7 separate regions of the Mus musculus genome follow, and regions 1, 2, 3, 4, 5 and 6 are each linked to region 7. Evidence: chromatin contacts called from public Hi-C and HiChIP or PLAC-seq data. All regions are on one chromosome and are shown on one strand. The core of a region is the stretch at or near the end of the contact, and the rest is flanking DNA. Distances in the headings are between cores, read along the strand shown. Region 1 overlaps Gm34424 (a long non-coding RNA gene). Region 2 has its middle 8.0 kb from the start of Gm34828. Region 3 overlaps Paqr5 (progestin and adipoQ receptor family member V). Region 4 overlaps Gm34974 (a long non-coding RNA gene). Region 5 overlaps Gm34974 (a long non-coding RNA gene). Region 6 has its middle 23 kb from the start of Gm39350. Region 7 overlaps Gm51680 (a long non-coding RNA gene).

The links. HiChIP or PLAC-seq counts read pairs in DNA pulled down with a chosen protein or histone mark. A called contact is a pair of places that touch in the nucleus more often than the background predicts.
Region 1: a RAD21 HiChIP or PLAC-seq map of pro-B cells shows a contact between it and region 7, with 4 times the contacts expected there. The contact joins two enhancer-like sites. A contact is called at or near these places in 1 of 15 datasets of contacts at CTCF or cohesin (pro-B cells) and 1 of 115 datasets of contacts at active chromatin or transcription factors (embryonic basal ganglia).
Region 2: a contact with region 7 is called in a Hi-C map of bone marrow-derived macrophages, with 20 read pairs. The contact joins two enhancer-like sites. A contact is called at or near these places in 2 of 15 datasets of contacts at CTCF or cohesin (CD8 T cells and large pre-B cells), 13 of 484 Hi-C or Micro-C datasets (B cells, CD4 T cells, CD8 T cells and 8 more) and 7 of 115 datasets of contacts at active chromatin or transcription factors (CD8 T cells, T-cell acute lymphoblastic leukemia, Th17 cells and 4 more).
Region 3: a contact with region 7 is called in a CTCF HiChIP or PLAC-seq map of large pre-B cells, with 4 times the contacts expected there. The contact joins two enhancer-like sites. A contact is called at or near these places in 1 of 15 datasets of contacts at CTCF or cohesin (large pre-B cells) and 1 of 484 Hi-C or Micro-C datasets (CD4 T cells).
Region 4: a contact with region 7 is called in an H3K27ac HiChIP or PLAC-seq map of large pre-B cells, with 14 times the contacts expected there. The contact joins two enhancer-like sites. A contact is called at or near these places in 4 of 15 datasets of contacts at CTCF or cohesin (CD8 T cells, large pre-B cells, pro-B cells and 1 more), 2 of 484 Hi-C or Micro-C datasets (bone marrow-derived macrophages and hematopoietic stem and progenitor cells) and 12 of 115 datasets of contacts at active chromatin or transcription factors (CD8 T cells, T-cell acute lymphoblastic leukemia, acute myeloid leukemia and 8 more).
Region 5: an H3K27ac HiChIP or PLAC-seq map of T-cell acute lymphoblastic leukemia shows a contact between it and region 7, with 15 times the contacts expected there. The contact joins two enhancer-like sites. A contact is called at or near these places in 4 of 15 datasets of contacts at CTCF or cohesin (embryonic stem cells, pro-B cells and stem cell-derived epiblast-like cells), 14 of 484 Hi-C or Micro-C datasets (CD4 T cells, the G1E-ER4 cell line, bone marrow-derived macrophages and 10 more) and 9 of 115 datasets of contacts at active chromatin or transcription factors (CD8 T cells, T-cell acute lymphoblastic leukemia, Th17 cells and 6 more).
Region 6: a CTCF HiChIP or PLAC-seq map of large pre-B cells shows a contact between it and region 7, with 7 times the contacts expected there. The contact joins two enhancer-like sites. A contact is called at or near these places in 2 of 15 datasets of contacts at CTCF or cohesin (large pre-B cells and pro-B cells), 3 of 115 datasets of contacts at active chromatin or transcription factors (acute myeloid leukemia, embryonic stem cells and memory CD8 T cells) and 1 of 9 other capture datasets (embryonic tail).

Annotation. Positions count from the first base shown.
Region 1 is chr9:61,532,242-61,534,941 of GRCm38.p6, forward strand. Gm34424 (a long non-coding RNA gene) reads left to right here. Exons shown (of 5, transcript XR_379518.1): 5 at 1,153-2,006. Among named protein-coding and RNA genes, the nearest start is that of Gm34424, 24 kb to the left of the region's middle. Within about 2 kb of position 1,295, at least 2 of the 459 cell types and tissues checked have an H3K27ac peak or open chromatin away from gene starts, as enhancers often do. A contact at or near this core is called in pro-B cells, where this site is marked.
Region 2 is chr9:61,829,101-61,831,800 of GRCm38.p6, forward strand. No RefSeq gene overlaps it. Among named protein-coding and RNA genes, the nearest start is that of Gm34828, 8.0 kb to the left of the region's middle. Within about 2 kb of position 1,346, at least 19 of the 459 cell types and tissues checked have an H3K27ac peak or open chromatin away from gene starts, as enhancers often do. A contact at or near this core is called in CD8 T cells, Th1 cells, Th17 cells and 3 more, where this site is marked.
Region 3 is chr9:61,982,126-61,984,847 of GRCm38.p6, forward strand. The region is part of intron 2 of Paqr5 (progestin and adipoQ receptor family member V); the gene reads right to left. The region is part of intron 1 of Gm35152 (a long non-coding RNA gene); the gene reads left to right. Among named protein-coding and RNA genes, the nearest start is that of Gm35152, 6.8 kb to the left of the region's middle. Within about 2 kb of position 1,301, at least 75 of the 459 cell types and tissues checked have an H3K27ac peak or open chromatin away from gene starts, as enhancers often do.
Region 4 is chr9:61,858,007-61,860,706 of GRCm38.p6, forward strand. Gm34974 (a long non-coding RNA gene) reads right to left here. Exons shown (of 6, transcript XR_001779199.2): 6 at 2,171-2,700. Among named protein-coding and RNA genes, the nearest start is that of Gm34828, 37 kb to the left of the region's middle. Within about 2 kb of position 1,390, at least 46 of the 459 cell types and tissues checked have an H3K27ac peak or open chromatin away from gene starts, as enhancers often do. A contact at or near this core is called in CD8 T cells, T-cell acute lymphoblastic leukemia, double positive thymocytes and 4 more, where this site is marked.
Region 5 is chr9:61,881,128-61,883,827 of GRCm38.p6, forward strand. Gm34974 (a long non-coding RNA gene) reads right to left here. Exons shown (of 6, transcript XR_001779199.2): 2 at 1,072-1,150. Among named protein-coding and RNA genes, the nearest start is that of Gm34974, 16 kb to the right of the region's middle. Within about 2 kb of position 1,279, at least 14 of the 459 cell types and tissues checked have an H3K27ac peak or open chromatin away from gene starts, as enhancers often do. A contact at or near this core is called in CD8 T cells and T-cell acute lymphoblastic leukemia, where this site is marked.
Region 6 is chr9:61,617,242-61,620,008 of GRCm38.p6, forward strand. No RefSeq gene overlaps it. Among named protein-coding and RNA genes, the nearest start is that of Gm39350, 23 kb to the left of the region's middle. Within about 2 kb of position 1,425, at least 79 of the 459 cell types and tissues checked have an H3K27ac peak or open chromatin away from gene starts, as enhancers often do. A contact at or near this core is called in memory CD8 T cells and pro-B cells, where this site is marked.
Region 7 is chr9:60,990,177-60,992,981 of GRCm38.p6, forward strand. The region is part of intron 2 of Gm51680 (a long non-coding RNA gene); the gene reads right to left. Among named protein-coding and RNA genes, the nearest start is that of Gm5122, 25 kb to the right of the region's middle. Within about 2 kb of position 1,510, at least 142 of the 459 cell types and tissues checked have an H3K27ac peak or open chromatin away from gene starts, as enhancers often do. A contact at or near this core is called in CD8 T cells, T-cell acute lymphoblastic leukemia, Th1 cells and 8 more, where this site is marked.

The DNA.
Region 1 (2,700 bases), core at 45-2,544, 540 kb after region 7:
CTAAAGCGGAAGATGCCAGAGGGGATATTAACTATCTGTGGGGCATATTGATCTACTGGTCCCACACTAGTTAGGAAACAATTAGTGGTCAATATGCAACACAAAGTGAAACTTGTGGCTGTCAGAAATATCCCCCTGCCCGTACACCTCTATTTTATAGCAAGAGAAATCACTCGGGGAACAGAGGGTCTCACAATGTCCCTACATGGCCAGTTAGCCTGGCAGAGAGAGTGCTGACCAGAGAGACACAGGTCTGTACTGCTCTGCCGACTTCCTGTGGAGCCTGAGCAAGTCAGGTCTCCTCTTTGGGCTGGGACTTTTTCTCCTCTGAAAAGGTCAAGGTTGCGACCTGACTACAGAAGATGCTGTCCACCAACTGGGCTCAGAGGATTCCATGGGAATGCCTTCCTTAAAAGTTGTCAAGTCTCAGAGCACAGATGAAGTCTTTGTGCCCCTTCCCAGAGGGGGTGGGGGCTGTATGCATGCATATGTCCTCCTGCTTACCCATGCACTAGGTGTGGAGGCCTGAGGTCCGTATCAAGCATTTTTTTCATCACTGGCCTCATTACTTTTTGAGAAGTCTCCCACTAAACTTAGAACCCACTGCTTCAGCTAGGCTGGCTGGCCAGCTAGCCTGTAGGATCCACCTGTCTTCTCCTGGCCCCTCTCCTGCACCAGGACTGGGGTTATGGACACAAACCATCTTACCTAGCTCTTTTATATGTGTGCTGACCATTTAAATTCAGGTCCGTATGCTTGCACAAAAGTCAGGCTCCACACTGAGCCATCTCTGAGCCATCTCCCTGGCTTCTTCCCCTTCATTCCTCTCTCAGTGTCCTGTGCTGCCCTTCACCCGAGGCCTGGCTGTGCTCAGCCAATTGTCAGCTGACCCTTGGCTGAAGGATCCACTGACAATGGAGAATGTTACCTCTATCTAGAAGAACAGCTAGCTCTTCCTTGGTATTCTCAGAAGATGGATTCCGGGAACCCAGATCTGCAGATCCGCCAGTCCTTCGTATAAAATGGCTTAGCATTTGTAGATCATCATGTACGCACTCTTGTGCAGGTTCCTTTCAGCACTCATGTGATGTAAGAGCTGTGTTAATAGTGTTAGTGTTTAGAGAATAGTGATTTTTCTTTTTTGTTTTAAAGTTGTCCTGGCAGCTGTGCAGGATGTTGAAAGGAAAGCAGGCCCCGGGGGAAATTATGTCACACCAAGTCATCTTGACCACTGCCGTGAAGAAGCAGGAGGCTAAAAAGGTGGTGAGTTCTCTGACAAAACGCCTAAGCACTCCCACATTGGATAGGCCATCTACCGTAAAGAGACCTCGCCTGTGTTGTCATCAAAGGACCCGCTACACCAGGCTTCTGTGGCAAAGGCCTTCCTCTGTAAGTGGCTCAAAGTACCCTCTGTGATCAACCGGTTCACTCAGGCCTGGACCAGCAAGTACTCAGCTGCCTAAGCTCACCCACAAGTGCAGGCCAAAGCCAAGGTAGGAGAACAAAATTACCAGTGCCGAGAGGAAAGCTACTGGCAAAGGGGACATCTCCACCATCGGAAGACCTGTCCTTCCAGCAGGGATCAGTGTGGCCACTACTTTGCTGGAGAACAAGAAGGCTCATCTGGTAGTGATCGCATGTGATGAAGACACCATCAAGCTGGTGGTTCTCCCACCTGCCCTGTGTTATAAGATGGGGTCCCCCTACCGTATCATCAAGAGAAAGGCAGGGCTGGATGCCTCCCCACGGAAAGATATGCATGACTATAGCCTTCATGCACAATAACCTGGAAGACAAAGGCTTAAGCTGGTGGACGCTATCAGGACTGATTCCAGGGACAGATATGAAGAGATCCCCTGCTACCAGGGAGGAAATGTCCTAGTTCAAAAATCTGTGGCTCAGGTTGCCAAGCTGGAAAAGGCACAGGTCAAAGACCTTACCACTAAACTGAGTTAAATGCACACTGCTAAGCCTCCTGTACATAAATACAATTTAAAAATTGCCCTTCAAAATAGTCTATCTGTATTCAGTATGGAGCAACTACTTTTCTGAGTACTTTTTGACCTTTGGTTCAACCTGAGGACAGAGCACCCCTGGATATGGAGGTTCAGGTGCGCTTACAGTTTAGTGGGGGAGGCTGGGACAGCAAAAGCCATGATGAATGCTGAAAGGGAGGGTGGAGGGTCAGAGACAGTGGCACATGGAAACAACACAATGCTTAGAGAAGGGACGGAGAAGTGATGTGCTGAGCGTCAAACACTTCAGGACATTTCCACTGAGAAGGATGATGGTTTCTTGCACTGCAAGGCTCAGTGTCTTTGACCATTGCCTTCAGCATGCCGCAGACTTCATACAACGTGACATGTATAGGCTAGCATTCAGGCAAAACTGATGTGGCTAAGTCAGAGCTGATCTCCCTGCCTTGCATTGGACCTGCAAATTAAACGCCTGGGAGAGGCACACATATGAAGTTTGCTAAGGTGGGGCCCTGGTTCCCACCCCTGTTTTCAGGTGCGGGTGTCTACATCTCCTTCCTACTTGGAACTGACTACACTGTGGAGTCTAGTCCTGCCAAGGCCTGTGTCAAGCTTCTGCAAAGTCATCAACCTCCACCCAGCACCTCCAGGTACACCCAGCTAGTTGGATCTGGGCATCCCATCTCTTGCTTCCTTTTAGCACAGCTCTGGGAAGTCCCATGAG
Region 2 (2,700 bases), core at 96-2,595, 840 kb after region 7:
CTACTACATCCCCAAGCATCCAGAGCTTGAGCCAAGGTAAATAGACTGAAGGACTGAGGAAGACTTGCATCTCTAGCCAGTCCCACCCAGGAGTAGCCTTATGAAGAGGTTGGAGCCTCAGGAGTTGGCCATCCTAGAGGAGGGACAACAAAGTCATTCCAAAAAGAAGTACCCCACAGCTGAGTGCCAAGGAACAGTTCCATGTCCCGCCCCAATCCATCCCTAGGTGACTGCCCACAGATCATGCCTGACATTCTGGAGGACAGATCATCTGCCCATGTGGGAGGGGTCACAGCCGGGAAGTAAAGGACAGTGACCTACAGAAGACAGATAGGGAGTGTGGGAAATTTGGTGTCACTAACAACCTCTCTTCCTAGAGAGCCAAGCAGGGCTAGAGGTGACAGATTTCACCTGACCTTGGTCTTGTGTGATCTGGAGATGTGTCAATCATGACCACGTGCCAACACCAAAGGAGATCAAACAGGAGCAGAGGCTGGAACAACTCCTGGCAGAACAGCACAGCCAGCTAACAACTCTCAGAGTCTGTTTCCTTCCCATCCCTTCCCCAAGACCAAAGTGCCTCCCTGAGCCTGATCCTCAACACATGGACCTCAAGGTACAAGGACCAGATGAGAACCCCAGATCACCTGAGCCCCTTTTTACAGAGACGGAAACCGAAGCTCTGGAAAGGAAAGGCTCAGCAGAGCATACATGCAGCTGCTGGAACGGAACACCAGTTCAAAGCAGAGCAAGGATGAAGCTCTCCATCCCACATGGCACCACCCCTGCATCACCCCACCCCCAGGCGCATCTGTCCGTGAAAACTGTTACTGTCAGTCGCCGCCCTCCCCAACCTCCATCCTTCCCTTCTTCCTGAAACCAGAACATTGTGCAGAGTAGAGAGGTGGGAGTAGGGCAGCCAGTGGGCAGAAGTGTGATGGTGAAACTCAAGGTACTGGAGAGAAGAAGTCTGGGGACAGCCTCATCACTTTGGGCCATGCAGCCTGGCTGTTGGTACACTGCGCCCCACTGTGCTTTGTCCTGGCTCCTAGCTTGCCCTCCCAGGTTTGACGCACAGCAGTGAAATGCAGAGCTGACCGAGAGAAAAAGCACCTAATCATGTAAGACCCACTCCTGAGAAGCCAAGGCGCGTCACACCCCCAGGTCCTGGTCCCAGGTGCTCTCTGTAGCCCACTGGATGTAGTTGGCCTCATACAGCCATATGAAACTACAGTTAAAAAGGCACAGCAGCAATCCGGAGCTCTCCCTGTTTACGACAGAGTACCACCTCCTACAGCAGCCGCACCACCTTCGCCCACACATGCCTGATGCCACCAAAACAGGCTGTCACAGCAGAGACAGGCCTCTGGTGCCCTCTACTGTTTGACACTCCTGCACCATAGCTGGAGGATGGCACCAAGGCTGGCAGGGGAGACTGGGGAATGGCACCTGCCCCCATTGGGTTGTCCCAGTTTATAACAGCCCCTCCATCCATTTTCCAAGGGGATCCAAAAAAGCATGATACCGCTGCCAGGGGTAGATCAGCAGGGTGTGTCTTGTTGACAGACCACCTAGAGGAATGGCTTGCTAGTGAGCCAGCATGGTAGTGCACATCTGTAATCCCACACCCAGAGAGGCTGAGGCAGGAGGATCCCAAGTTCCAGCCAATCTGGGATGCCTAGGGAGACCCTGATCAGAAAAGAGCTGCTAGTAAGACAGGCTCCTCTCCATCATGGACTGTCTCTCTGCAGAGGCTGCTTCCAGTGTCCCCAACTTGTAGTTCAAGGTCATCACTACTCACAAGGACAATAGCCTCCCTAATTCTGCCCTACTTAGGATCCCCAAGAGTCAAAGAACACAGAAGTAAAATAGCTAGAGATGTATGGCTAGGTATGGAGAGCCACATACAAAGACACATGCCTCTCTCTCCTCTCTCTCTCTCTCTCTCTCTCTCTCTCTCTCTCTCTCTGTCTGTGTGTGTGTGTGTGTGTGTGTGTGTGCGTGCGCGCGCGCTCATGAATATACATATAAAGAGAAAGAAGGAGGTCGAAAGGGAGAAGGGGAAACTGTTGTGAACTGTCCCCTGTCCACTGTCTGCAGAGCTGACCAGTGCCTAAAGCTTTTGGGACGAGATGACATAGCCGGGAGTGTCTAACCCACCTGACAGCAAGTACAGGCCAGAATATATGGGAATTTGGCCCAAGACAAAACTTTAAACTTACTTAAAATACTATGAAGTGGTTTCTGTTGCAATTTTTGTAACTTGAGTGCATGATTCTCAATCACGAACTCTGTAGATGATGTCATTCTGCCTGCTGCCACTCAAAATAACCATAGGCCTGGTCTAGCAATGCCTGGGCCATGGGTAGGATGTCCCTGGAATAAAGTGCAGCTCAAGACAACTCTTCATCAACCAATATGCCCCCAGAGAAGCCAAAGAGAGGGGCTCCTCGGCTCTAGATCACAGTCTCTAGTTCAACTTCACAACATCGGCCTGGAATCCACTGGATTTCTAATCACCTAGACAGAAACAGGCAGTGGGCTTGATTGATTTAAATGTTAGTCTCGGACATAAAATATTTTGTGATACCTTGGCTGGTGTCTGACTAAACCACCAGTCACCGTAGCATATGCAAATCAACACATGCCATCAGCCATCGCACTCCTCGTGGGCTTTGTGTGTCCACCAAGCATGTGCCA
Region 3 (2,722 bases), core at 51-2,550, 990 kb after region 7:
GGATGGAGGGTGGTGGTGGTGGAGGTGGTGGCGGCATCTCTCCATGTTCCCATCAGTCTCGGGAGTCAGGCCTCAGGCCTCCACTTTCTGCCATGATGCACCCCTCCCACACTGCTAAGCAGGGACTGTTGAGAGGTACAACTGTCATCCCTTAGGGTACAGGACACTCCAGTCCTACTCTGAGAAACAGAATTATGTCTCCCTTCAACTTTACACATTAAAATACTACTACCCCAACACCCTGTATTTGAAGCTGGCCTCGAATTCCCCATGTAGACAAGGATGACCTCGGACTTCTGATCCTCCTGCCTAAGTACTGAGATGACAGGAGTGTACCACCATTCTCTGATGGAGAGCAAACCTATGGCTTCATTCATTCTAGGCAAGGGTTCTAGCTGAGCTACAACCTCAGCCCTGGCAACAGGGTCTCCCCGAGAGGATGACACTTAAAATTAAGCCATTTAGAGTGGGTTGTTATCCAGTGTGGCTGGTGACTTTCAGAAGAGGAAGTCTGGATTGACAGAGTTCCCAGGTGTGGACCCCAGTGAAGAGGCTACAAGAAGGAGGCCCCAGAGGAACAGCCCTGCCCTCACCTGATCTTGGCCTTCCGGTACCCGAGCTGAGAGGAGATAGCCAGTAGGATCTAATCCTCAGCGCTTCCTCCCTGGTTTGTCAGCGTCATCCCTAAACCGGCTCTTTGGCAGGTCACCCAAGGGTCTCACTGCACTTGGTGGCTTGTATAAGAGTCTGCAATTATTTATGTATGATTATCTGGGACACTTTTATGTAGCCCAGGCTGAACTTGAACTCATTATGTAGGTGAAACTGGCCTCGAACTCCTGAACCTCCTGCTACTGCCTCTAGAGAGCTGGAACTATAAGGCTGCCCCAGCAGGCCTGGAGGAGAGGCGGCGTTTCTAACAGGCTTCCTGGCAGACACTGACACCTCTGTCCTTGCAACCCAGCTGCCACCTCTGTGCCCAGAGTCCAGTTTCTCTCAGAAGGGGATGTTGCCTTTAAGTAAGGACAACAAGATGGAGACAGGGTAGGGTGTTAAGGTTTGAGTCTAAAATACCCCCATGGGATCATGCACTGGGGGCGTGGCTGTCTGCCACTGATGGGCCTTTGGGAAATGACTGGATACTGAGGGTTCTAACCTAGACAGACAGTGGATGGATGTCCTGATGGAAGTGTGCTCTAAGCTTTATGAGAGGTGTGGAAAGGCAGGCGGTGGGGCCTGGTTAGAGGAAGTTGATCAGTGGAGGTTACCATGGGAACTCTACCTTGTCTTGGTCCCTTCCTGTGTCCCTTTTCTCTGCTTCCTGATTGCTGTGCTGTTAGCTGCTGGGCCACACCCTCCCTGCTGTGACATACTGAAATCTCTGAGCCTACTCCTTCCTCCTTTGAAGCTGTTTGAACCAGGTGCAGTGAAAACACTAAGCTTAGCATTAGTGGCGCACGCCTTTAGTCCTAGCACTTGGGAGGCAGAGGCAGGTGGATCCCTGAGTCTACAGAGCTAGTTCTAGGATAGCCAGGGCTACACAGAGAAACCCTGTCTCAAGACAAAACAAACAAATAAACAAACAAGAATGTTATGGAACATAAACACAAAAGGACGTGAAAGGCTGGCACAGGGAAAAGACAAAAACCAGGGTGTATCTAGGTTGAGGTTTGCAGGCAGAAAGGTCAGAGTGATGCAAAGTTGCTGGATTTCAAGATGGAGCCAAGGAGTGGGAAGAGCAAGGAGCTCTTCTCTCTGCGTCTTAACTGGGATTCTGGCCCATCCACCCACAGCACACTTGCACTGTACAGGGCTGGAAGATAATGATTGCTGGTCTATTGCCCTTCCTTTTGTTTCTTCAGTGCTAGGTATGGAACCTGGGGTCTGAAGTGTGTGAGGCTGTTACATAAGCCACCAAATTTGTAAGAACTGGTTAAGGAAGTAGAAGGAAGCTATCAAAGGCCAGAATTTGACAAAAATCCCAAGCCAGGCAGGGTGCACATGGTTTGAGTTGCTTGCTGGAGTTGGTAGCTTTTTTTTTTCTTCCAGATTTTTTATTTCATGTGTGGGTTATTTTGCGTGTAATGTCTGTACATCATGTGTATGCAGTGCCTGTGGAGGCCAGAAGAGGGCGTTGCATCCCTTGGAACTGGTGTTACAGACAGCTGGAAGTTAACATGGGCTAGGAACCAAACCTGGGTCCTCTGTATAAGTAGCCAATGCGTTTATGCACTAAGCCATCTCTTCAGCCCCTGAAGGCTTTTTTTTTGGGGGGGGGGAGCAGTTCAGAGGTGTGTACTTCATTCTCTAAATGATTCCAGGATAACTTCCTAAAATATGTAGGCAATTTGACCTTAAACTATGTTCATTTCGACCAGTGAGAAGGCTAAGAAAAGTGAACATGTGGATTTCATTTAGATAAGATACACAATGATTAGAAGGAGTCAATGAAACAAGAGAGCTCCAATTTGGTCTGTTGTGGGTAATTATATTAATTATGACTATGAGTTCTCTATTGATATTTGTTATAGGATATTGTTAGCCAAAGCTTAAAAAAATGTATCTACATGTATCTATGATGGACTACATAACAAGAACCTTTATCTCAATCCTCTTTCCAAATTAGGTTGAACTATTTCACTTTATAAAGAAGTTTTAAACTAGACATTTTTGACTAAGGGTGTAGTTCAGTTGGTAGAGTGCTGTACTAAGGAGAGTTACT
Region 4 (2,700 bases), core at 140-2,639, 870 kb after region 7:
GCCAGAAGCCACAGAAGGCAAAAGGCAAGAGATGCGATTTAATGACTTAGTGACCTCACGTCAGCGGCAGCCACTTATGAGTGCTGGTGGGTTATTTCCCTCTTGAACTAACTGGTCTTGAACTCTCAGGTTTCCCTGCTGATTTGCCCAGATCATTCTGGAACGAGGTCTTGGCCACACTTCCTACGCCTGAGGAAGGGGTAGGTACAGACCAAGAGCAACCCTGGGGTCTCTGCCTGGCCCCTCTCAGCCCCACTCAGGTCTGACCACAGGCCTTACACACTCCTGCCTGCAGCTGCAGCCAGCGAGACTGAGCACACCCCAGTCTTTGGATGTCCCTGCCTGGGGAGGCTAGGCCACTAACGCATCTTCTGGGTTTAAGAGTGCTGTCACTCCGCTAAAGCTCTGGGACCATCATGGACCAGGATCTTGTACTGTTCAAAAATATCTAGAAATGTGGGGCCTCGGAGAAACAGGAGGCCCCTGCGAAATGGTGCCAGGGAGGAGGCTCAGCTCTGTTTTGCAGCCCTCACTAAACAGGGATCATTGTGGGTTATGAAGCTACCCACCTTGTCCTGCACAGCACAGGAGCTTCCTCAGAAGCCCAGATCTGCGGAAGGGGCAGGGGAGACAACTGCAGGCAGAGCCATGCATGCAGTGACAGACTCTGTCTCAAAAAACGGCATGCAAGGTTTGTGAGGTGGCTCAGTGGTTAACAGCATCTGTTGCTCATACAGAAAACAAGAGTTTGGTTCCCAGTGCCCAAATCAGGCAACTCACAACCATCTGTAACTCCAGTTTCAAAGAATCCAGCACCCCTTTCTGTCCTCCATGGGTGGCAGGCACACACACAGCATACATACATATATGCACGCAAAACACTCATGAAGGTAAAATAAAAATAAATACATTTTTTTTAAAAAGGTGAACATCACCTAATGTCAACTGAGGCTCTCCTATGAACACATACATCCATGTGTGTGTGTATTTGCACACGTGCAAGCACAGATTAATTCTCCAAACACCAATGACACAGGAACTGTACAACCTGACAACCCCTCTCTGTGGACTGTGTAGTGACCCATGGCCACCTAAGAAAGTCACTCAGAATTTATAGCTTCAAATTCATGCCCCATAAGGTCCAATTCTGTGGGTTGTCATCAACTGACAGGCAGCCTTGTCTTGCTGTCCTCATAGGCCAGCCCCTTCCACAGGGGCGACCCGTGGGCCACCTTGGTGATGCCTCCAAGCTGAAGCCACAGGAACGCTTCCAATCTCCAGCTGACCTGCGAGAGGGAGTTGGGCAGCAGAGCTCAGAGGCTCAGAGCACAGAAGAGGACGCAGGGGACGCCCGATCTGAAGTGTGTGTGCTAGGCAAAGGGAAGGGAGGGGTCAAACGTGCACGCGGCGACCTGATGGATCTTAAAGCCACAGGGGAAGGAAACACTCAGACCTAGGACTGTGATTGATAAGCCATTTAAGACTCGAGGTAGGATCATTTTGTGTGTGAACAGGTTAGTAAGAAAGCTTATTGGAATGGCTGCTGGAGACGTGAGGGGGGAATGGAAAGAGGGGGGGTTAACTGCGTAAATGAATTAATAAACACAGGGACTTGTAGAAACCAGCCGCAGTGGAGCCTCGGGCAGGAAATTAACTCAACCCTCTACACCGGAAGTGACAGGAAGCAGCCCTCTCTTCCACCTGGGTCACTTGGGGTGATACCACCTACCACACTACAGCTTTTGAGGGAAGCTTCCTTCAAGGTGACTGGTTTGTAGGTGCTGGTGGCTGGTGCTTGGTTTTATTTTGTATCCAGATCTCTCTCTCTCTCTCTCTCTCTCTCTCTCTCTCTGTCTGTCTCTCGTTCTCTCTCTCTTGTTCTGTGTGTGTGTGTGTGTGTCTCCTGTCTCTCTGTTTGTTTCTGTGTCTCTCCTGTCTCTGTCTGCCTCTGTGCCTCTCTCCCTGTGTCTCTCTCTCGTTCTCCCTCTCTCTGTCTGTCTCTGTCTCTGTCTCTCTCCAGATCCAGATCTGTATGGCACAGACTGATACCCATCCCTTTCCTCTCCAGATCTTCTGCAATAGACCATCTCCCCAGGAAAACCCACCAGCATTCAGCCATCTAATAGCAGATCTACAAAGCCCTCTGGTTGAAATTGCTACCACCTCCTTCACAGATCAAGCCCTCTTGAGTTTCAAGCAGGAATATGAAGGACACTTGCTCTTATGTCAACTATGACACTTCAAGTTGCACATAGCAGCACACAAACAGCTCAAACTCACTGAAATAAAAAAAAAATGTTGTATGCCTGAGCAAGCCTGGTTTCTAACTCCAGCTCCTGCCCACTTTGGGTGGGAACCGCCCAGCAAACCTCTTAGACACAGTGTCCTCTAGTGGTCACTTCTGGTCTTACACCCTCTGCAATAGCTAGCTTGGTAGGATCAGGAAATCAACTAAGGTCTTTGAGCAGATAAGTCTATGAGAGCATTTCTGAGAAGGATTGACAGAGGAGAGAAAAGACACTCCTAGAGTGGGTGGCGCCCAGATATGAGGCTGATGTTGAGGGGAGAGCAATGATGCTCATTTGCCTGCCTTGCTTCCTGTTGATGAGCACATCTACCTCGACATCCTCCCTGAAGCCACCTATTGCTGATGTCAGAACCCAGCTTATTGGGTCTTCTGATATGGTCTGAAGACCAGTG
Region 5 (2,700 bases), core at 29-2,528, 890 kb after region 7:
ACACATACAGTAAATAAATCTAATTTTACAAAGACTTTTTTTATTAGATATTTTTTTATTTACATTTCAAATGCTATCCCAAAAGTTCCCTATACCCTTCCCCCTCCCTGCTCCCCTACCCACCCACTCCCACTTCTTGGCCCTGGCGTTCCCCTGTACTGGGGCATATAAAGTTTGCAAGACCTAGGGGCCTCTCTTCCCACTGACAAAGACATTTTTAAAAGACCTAGAGACAGCTAAGTCAAAACAACAACAAGGATGGAGAGAGAGAGAGAGAGAGAGAGAGAGAGAGAGAGAGAGAGAGAGAGAAGAGATGAACAGTCAGGACAAACCATAGCCCATTACCAGAAATTTATTTGTGCTGTTCGGTCAGCGGGTTGCCAGCTAAATTTAATATGGATCTATATACAAAGAAAACTCCTTGTTCTACATAATGAATATTTAATCATGCATGGGTCAGGCAATTTCACAGAAGTAATTAAAAGCAGTCTTTTGTTTATTGCTCAAAAATGATAGCAACCTGCTGCCCCAAGCCGCAGATACACTGACACCCTGAAAACATTACCCACTGACACATGTTATTAAAGAGGAATTAAAGGTCACTTTCTTCCTGTCCCCTCAGAAGTTAATGGTTCTAAGCCCTTCTGTCTGCTCAGGCGCAAAGTAGAGTTCCAGGGAAGCTTGCCCCCAGACAAAGCTAGAGGCTAGGGAAGCCTCAATTGATCCACATTTTTCCCAAACATAAATCAGAACATACGTGAGAGACACGTAGGAAAACAACCAGTCAGCTGGGGAGGTTGCTCGGTTGGTAGAGTTTGCCTGACATGGATGACACTCTGGGTTTGATCCCCAACACTACACGGAAACAGATAAACAGGTATGGTGGTGCACAGCTACAAATCCATGAAGGAGGTAGACGAAGAGAGACTAGACGTTCAAGGACATTCCTGGGTACATAATGAGCCTAGGCTGAGCGACATAAGATCCTGAAGAAGAGGACAACCTACAGGGGTGGGGGTGGAGACTAGAACCCATTTCCCAGGTGTTGTGAGAAGCAGTGAGATCACTCACCTTACACTGTATGATGGCTTGAATGAGAAGTGCTCCTCGTTTTGGGCCTTTGAACATGTGGTCTCCAGTTGGTGGCACTCTGTGGGGAGATTTAAGAGGTGTGTCCTGCCTACTTCCAGTTTTTACTCTCTGCTTCCAGCTTGTGACTCCAGGTGTGAGCCACCAACTTCCTGTCTCTGCCCCCGTGCCCACTGCTTGTTGCCATGGCTCTGCCCATGGAACCGGAAGCCAAAAGAAACCCTCTTCCTTACACTGCTTCTAGTCATGGTGTTTTATCATGGCAACAGAAAAGCAGCTGTGTACCATGCATACAGAAAGTGCTTCCCCAAATGCTAGCCTTTGTGCTTTGTTTTCAATGCTAAGGATGGACCCAGAGCCTTCTGTATGGCAGGACAAGGCTGTACCACTGACCCAAACCCATACCCCTGTGATGTTTCTTTATCACTTCTTCAAAAATGTGGAGCCTGATCCCTCTCCCCCTAGCTGTGCACCAGGCTCAGTGACAGGCTTCTGGCAAATAGAGCGGAGTAACTGAGGGTGGGTAAGCTAATACCAGGTCGTAAAGGACATCACTTCTTTCAGCTTCTCTCCTTGGGTGGGATGTTCAAAGGAGCAGCTGGCTGTCGTGACATGGGCACACCCCAAGAGCCTGGAGGAGGCTTAGGTGGGAGGGAACCAAGGTTTTCCGCCAATGACAGACAGGTGCTAACTTGAAAGCTATGCGAATCCTGTCATGCAAGATGACACCCATGTTCTACCTGCATCTTCAGAGATGACATCCCAGGTAGACAACTGTCTACCACCTGAGACCCCAGTCAGCCCCTGTGTCTCTCCTGAGCTTATCTCTTGGCCTACAGAACCATTCATGGGTTTCATACACAAAGATCTGAAGTGATTTTTTTTTTAAGAGGAGAAACGTAAGTAATTCAGTCAGCATTAGAAACAAGAAGAACCAAATCCATTCTCTTTAAATAAGGTTCGTGTTCTACTGCTCCCCAAAAGCCATTCAATTTCAAAGGCATTTGTTGGGGTCAGGGAGATGGCTCAGTAGGTGAAGGCACTTGCTGCCAAGCCTGATAACCTGAGTTTGAACACTGGGCCACATGGTAGAAGAAGAAAATAGACACCTGTAAGTGACTCTCTGACATCCACATAACTGCTGTACCATTCACCCTTACTTCCTTTTCTTTTCTATTTTTTAAGTTTTATTTATTTATTTTATGTATATGAGTACACTGTCGCTGTCTTCAGACACACCAGAAGAGGGCATCAGATCCCATTACAGATGGTTGTGAGCCACCATGTGGTTTCTGAGAATTGAACTCAGGACCTTTGGAGTCCTGAGCCATCTTTCCAGCCCTCTTACTTTCTTTATTAGGGTTACTATTGCTGTGATGAAACACCATGACCAAAAGTAACTTGGGGAGGGAGGGGTTTATTTGGCTTACATTTCCACATCATTATTCATCACTGAAGGCTGTCAGGACAAGAGCTCAAACTGGGCAGAACCTGGAGGCAGGAGTTGAAGCAGAGAACATGGAGGGGTGCTGCTTACTGCCTTGCTCCTCATTGCTTGCTCAGCCTGCTTTCTTATAGGACTCAAACCACCACTTATAGTCCCACCTCACA
Region 6 (2,767 bases), core at 175-2,674, 630 kb after region 7:
TTATTTTCATCGCTTCTTTATAACTACGATTTTGCAACTGATATGAATCATAATGTAAATAACTTTGGAGCTAGAGGTTTGTCAAAGGGGTTGAGACCCACAGGTTGAGAACGGCTGACCTAGAGGGAGGCCTGCCTTCCATATAGATAACTTAGCTGAGCTCCACCTCCGTAGACCAACTCTGGCAGTCAGGAGCTGGTGGGGACCAGATAGAGCAACCCCCTACCCCTACCCTAGTGTCTGTGGAGATGTTTCCCTAAGCTAGGGCTGGGGCAGAGCTGGGAAGTCAAGCTTTCCTCCTCTGGATGCTCAAAGATCCCAGGAACAGATCCATGGAGGACCCAGAATGTACTGGGAAAGAAAGAAGGCTATTTGAGCTCACCAGGCCTGCTAAAATGGAGGACCACAGGCTGTCAGTGACAGAGGAAATCAGTTTCCTCCAGGTCTGGAGGCCGCCATCCACGGTCAAGAGAGGGCAGGCTGATGTCTTCTGAGGCCTTCTTTCCTGGGCTTAGAGATGGCTATCTCCTTCCTGTGCCTTCCCACTGTCCCCTCAACCCCCACTGTAAATACTGTGTCCTAAATTCCTCCTCTTCTAAGGACACAGTCTTACTGGATTAAGGTTTACCTCAACGCCCTCTTTTTACTTCACCGCTATAAAAGCTGAGCCCAGATAGAAGTCCTGAGGTCTAAGGAGTCGCTGACATATGAATCCGATAGGACATAGTTCAATCCACTCTAGAGACCCAGGGGTTGATAAATGTACTTCTTGTGTCTCTGAGACAGCCGGGACCTCAGCACCTGTAAACCCACCCAGCTACAACTCACTGAGCGAGCGCATTGCTGACCCTTTGAGACCCCCCACCCTCACTACCCTGGCAATAACTGTTCTCCTGAGTCAACAGCTCTCAGGTTCCAGATTACCTCTTGGTAGGGAAGCCACTGAGGGTAAGAGAAGACCCCTGCCCTGACTCTGAGCCCCTCAGTAACGGGTCCTCCTCAAACCTGAGCTTATCAGCCCATGGCTAGGATCCCGTAACTTGGGATGACATTCTCAGAGCACTTCCGGAGCGCTCGGCCTCCTTTCTCAACAGGCAGAGGGGACTTCTGGTTTGCTGCTCATGGGAAAAAACAACAACAACAACAACAAAAAAAAAAAAACCACAAAAAAACCCCAAGAAATTCCAGTAAGGGATTAATGACTTAATTATAAATGCAGTTTGGAAATGTAAAGGTTATTAAGGAGGGAGAGAGATGCATGCTAATAAGAGACACGCTATTAACAGCAGAATAAAGATCCATTGTTGGCGCCACCATAAAGTTTTCCAAGTTTGGTAATAAAAACCACCTGGCCTGCACCAGGCTGGCTGCCATGGTGACGCACCGCGCTCTGGATCCGGCTAATGAGGCTTGTCTGCCGGCCTCTGATCATGCTCCCTAGGGGGTTTAGGCTTCCTGGTAAAATTGGCCCACAGGCCTCAAACCACTGCAGAGACAGGCAGGCCCCCAGCTTCTCAGCTACCGCCCACTGGGCCCTGAGCGCTTTGAGAGTCACCAGAAACAAGCCATTCCTGTTCCCACAGGAAACTAGCAGGCTGTTCTAAGCTGTGTGACCTTGCCCCTGTTTCTCAACCTCTCTGAGCCTGTTTCCTCATCTGCAAAGCGTGGAGATCTTACATCTGGCTCTAGGGAAGAGACACACACATGTAAAGTACCTCACACAATCATGGGACCGTCTTCAGAGGCAAGAGCACCAGAGCATCTCCTTCCAGTAACCCCACTCTAGCCTACTTGTCTCAGGTTACCTGGCAGCCCCACCCCTAACTGTGTCTGACCTCATTCACCACAGTGTGCCCCGGCACCCTCCCAATTTGGGCTCCCACATTCTTGAGGCTCTTGTAGATGCCACTCACACAACTCTGGCTGACCTCAGCTTAGGACATCTCTGGACAGCCCTGGCCCCACCCTGGGCTTGGTCATGGAACTTCACTTTGTGCTTCCTAACAACTGTAGAAAGATGGATGGCAGAGGAATGAGGAAAGGCTGAGGGGAAACTGCTGTGGCAGCTGGAATGGGCTGGGTCTGAAAAGTCTACTCCAGGCCCATTCCCTGGAAGCCTCAGTGTTCTCATCTGCAAAATGGCAACAATACTCCCTCTGGAAGACTTCCATGTGGGAAAGCTCTCACCAGCACAGGTTTTCAGTAAGGGCTCCTAACCATTGTTCTTTGTGTGTGTGTGTGTGCTCCAGGCAAGGGGCATGTGGGAGTAGGTATGCATGTTAGCATGTATGTGCACATGATGCAAACGCCTGCGGTGGACGCAGCTAGTTAGCTTGCTCCAGGGATAGGCTGCCTCTGCCTCCCTCCTGCTGGGATTGCAGGGGTGCTGCTGTGCACACTGAGCACTTACATGGCTGCTGGGGATTCGAACTCCCGTCCTCATCCTTGTGCAGCAAACACTTTCATCAGCTGAGCCACCTTACAGGGAAGTGGGGACAGGAGGAGCAGGGGAGGGAGCTGGCTCATCTAAAAATGGGGAAGGTAATGAAGAAATCTCCATCTAATTAGACGGGCTGCAGTTTTAATCAGACAGAGTTTCTCTGGCAAAACCTGTTTGCATGTTTTCTGTCATTCAGCCAATGTGTTAATTAGGCAAATAATATTAATAATGATATTCACTTTGGGAAAGTTAAGAGGGGAGGAGAAGGTGGAAGTGACAGTTTGGGGCTGAGCAGCCTGGAGCAGGGAGGGGTGTTTAAACTCAGAG
Region 7 (2,805 bases), core at 260-2,759:
ACCGGAAGTATTAGCCATCATCCCAGGAGCCTTGCCCATTTCCTCTGAGAAGGAGGCTAAGGATGCTGAGGCCCACGTGATCAGTGGGAGGGTAGGGGAAGCCTGGATGACTTTGCCAGCACTCACTGGTTGCTTAGTGAATACAGGGTCTGCTTTCCCTCTGCATCAGCAGAGGTTACCATCTCCAGGCTGTAATAAAAGCAAGTTTAATCTGAAATATTAGAGATTTGCAAATCCGGGTTATATGATGGAGTATAGGCATATCTGGGGAAGCAAAAACAATACTAATGCGGATTTAATTTTTAAAAATTGTTATTTATGTGTACACATGTGCCTGCTTGTCTTTATGTGCACCATGTGCATACAGATGCCAGAAGTGGATACTGGATCCCCTGCCCTTGGGTTCTGATCTACCTAATGTGGGTGCCGAGGAACAGAATCTAAGTCCTCTGCAAAAGCAAGAAGCACTCTTAACTGCAGAGCCATCTTTCCAGCCCCAACTTTTAATTTATTTTATTTCGTAGTACCAGGTATTAAACTCAGGACCTTGCACATGCGAGCCAGTCAAGCACCCTACCGACGAGCGATGTGAACAAGCCCTTTTATCGATGCAATGTTGACGTGTGAGGCAAGGTCTCACTAAACTGCCCAGGTGAGGCTTAAACGTGGGATCCTCATGCCTCGGCCTCCCAAGCAGCTGGATCACACAGGGCCACAGCTCCAGGACTGCAAACCACGGTTCTAAAGGTGAAATGGGTCTGTGGCTACCCCATCCCCGGCATGCCCGAGCTCATCTAGAGGTGAAGGGAGCATGGCTGTTCTAAGGTCCTTGTTTACAGGGATGGGCCACATGCAGGGTCTGGCAGGTCCGTGCTGTCCGTGTGGTAAGATCTGGTAGCCTTTGGTCCAAGGCTCTGTTTTCCAGAGCTCTTGAAATATTTTTTATAACAGCATATGGGAGTGACAACCAGCTGACCCCAAGTCTTGTCTGCTCTATTAGATTCCCAAAGGACTCCACTTTAATTCGGACAACTTTTACGTCAGCAACTGAAGTCTCTGTCAGGGGACTCATGCAAAATAAGCACCTTTATCGAGGACCTCAGAAAGAAAAGGAGATTTTCCTTGATGAGGGCAGGACCCACGTTGCCTCAGGCACCCACCCCTTCCAGATGGCAATGGGGCATCAGCTCCATCACAGCCCGTGCCAGCCACCGTGTGCCTCCTAGTTCCATTTTACTCTAGGAAGAATGTGAGTCTGCTTGGCTCAAGTATGTGTGTTCTTGAATTTGCACATGTATTTGTGTGAGATCTTAACCCGGCAGGTGGGGTGTTGGGCACCCTTATAGTCCTGTAACCACTAGAGGCTGTTCATGGGAACCGGAGCACCAGGCAGTCAGCCTAGGGTGCCGGGAACACTGTCTTTCTGTGGCTAGTGGTACTGAGCAGGATGTGTAGAAAGGAGACACCCAGTGAGGAGGCCTGTGGCCCCAGGCCGCCACACTTTCTCTTCCTCTCTCTGACGGCAGAGGCAGCTTCAAGCCTGCTCCTTCCTGCTTGTGGCTGAGCTCAGTCAGTTCCGCTTTCACTCTTGTCTATAGCAAACCTTCTGCAGAACCTCAAGTTTGCCTCCACCAGGAAGTCCTCCAAGCCAGTGCTCTCCCCAGCTGTTTCCTTTTTAGGCTTTCTTTCTTTCTTTCTTTCTTTCTTTCTTTCTTTCTCTTTCTCTCTCTCTCTCTCTCTCTCTCTCTCTCTTCTGGGCCCTGTACACTTCATAGTACCACTAGTGTTCGTCTTCTCTATGCACACTGTGTCTTTTTGCGGTCTCTGAGGTCTCATCAGGCACCATTTATGTGTAGTCCTGATGCTATTAGCACAGCACTATTTGAACAGAGGTACCTGGGCTTTATAATGATGGAGACAGATGAGCTGTGGATGGAAAAGGACCCTGGGCCTTGAGGCCCTATCATTCCTGCCTGGGACCACTAGAGTCACCCTGCACAGATAAAGGATATTTGCGTAGACCACAGGGGGGAAATCTCAGCCTAATGTGCAGTAAAAGCAATTGCACAGTGGTGACTCTGGAAGAGATTAGAAGGAAAGGCCCTCTGCCTTGGCCCCTCAGGTGTGAGTCAATTTCCACCGACGAAGGCCTGCATTTGAATGGCTTTGCTCTCCTTGCTGACAGGGTGGCTTGGGCAAACTTCAAACCTTAGGCTTCTTCAGGCAAAAGATGGGGAAAATAAAAGCCAGTGGCCTGAAACTGTGCTAAGTGGCTTGGCTGGCCTGGGGCTAGAGGGCAAGCTTTAGCCTGCTGAGGGAGCCGAGAGGAGTCTTCAGTTGAGAAGACTGTAGAGGGCCTCTGAGACTGAGAAGAGGGGAAGGACCTCTGTTCTCCCTCTGCTGCAGGCTGGGTACCTGGAGAAGCAAACTCATAGGCCTACTTTCCTAGAAGGTTCATATTTCCAGGTTTTTATCCTAAAGCCAAATATACCAGAAAGGATTTTTCAGATTCAAATCTTGGGGTTTGCACAATTAAAGAGACCCTTCTAGTGAATGCTGCTTTAATGAGACTTTTCTCTGGGGCATCGGGAGGCAGGAATGCTGGTTAAGCTATGTCCATTTCCTTTCTTCTAAAGTCCCAATGACAACCAAAGTTTGACCCACCAAAGCTCCTCCACCCCATGAACCCATGAGTAAGGGGTTATTGCTGGGAGTGTGGGTGACCCCCAAAGTAGCCACTCTGAAGTCTTCGCCTAGCATGGACGATGGCTTCCTCTTGGCTACATAGCTCTACCTCTAATCTTT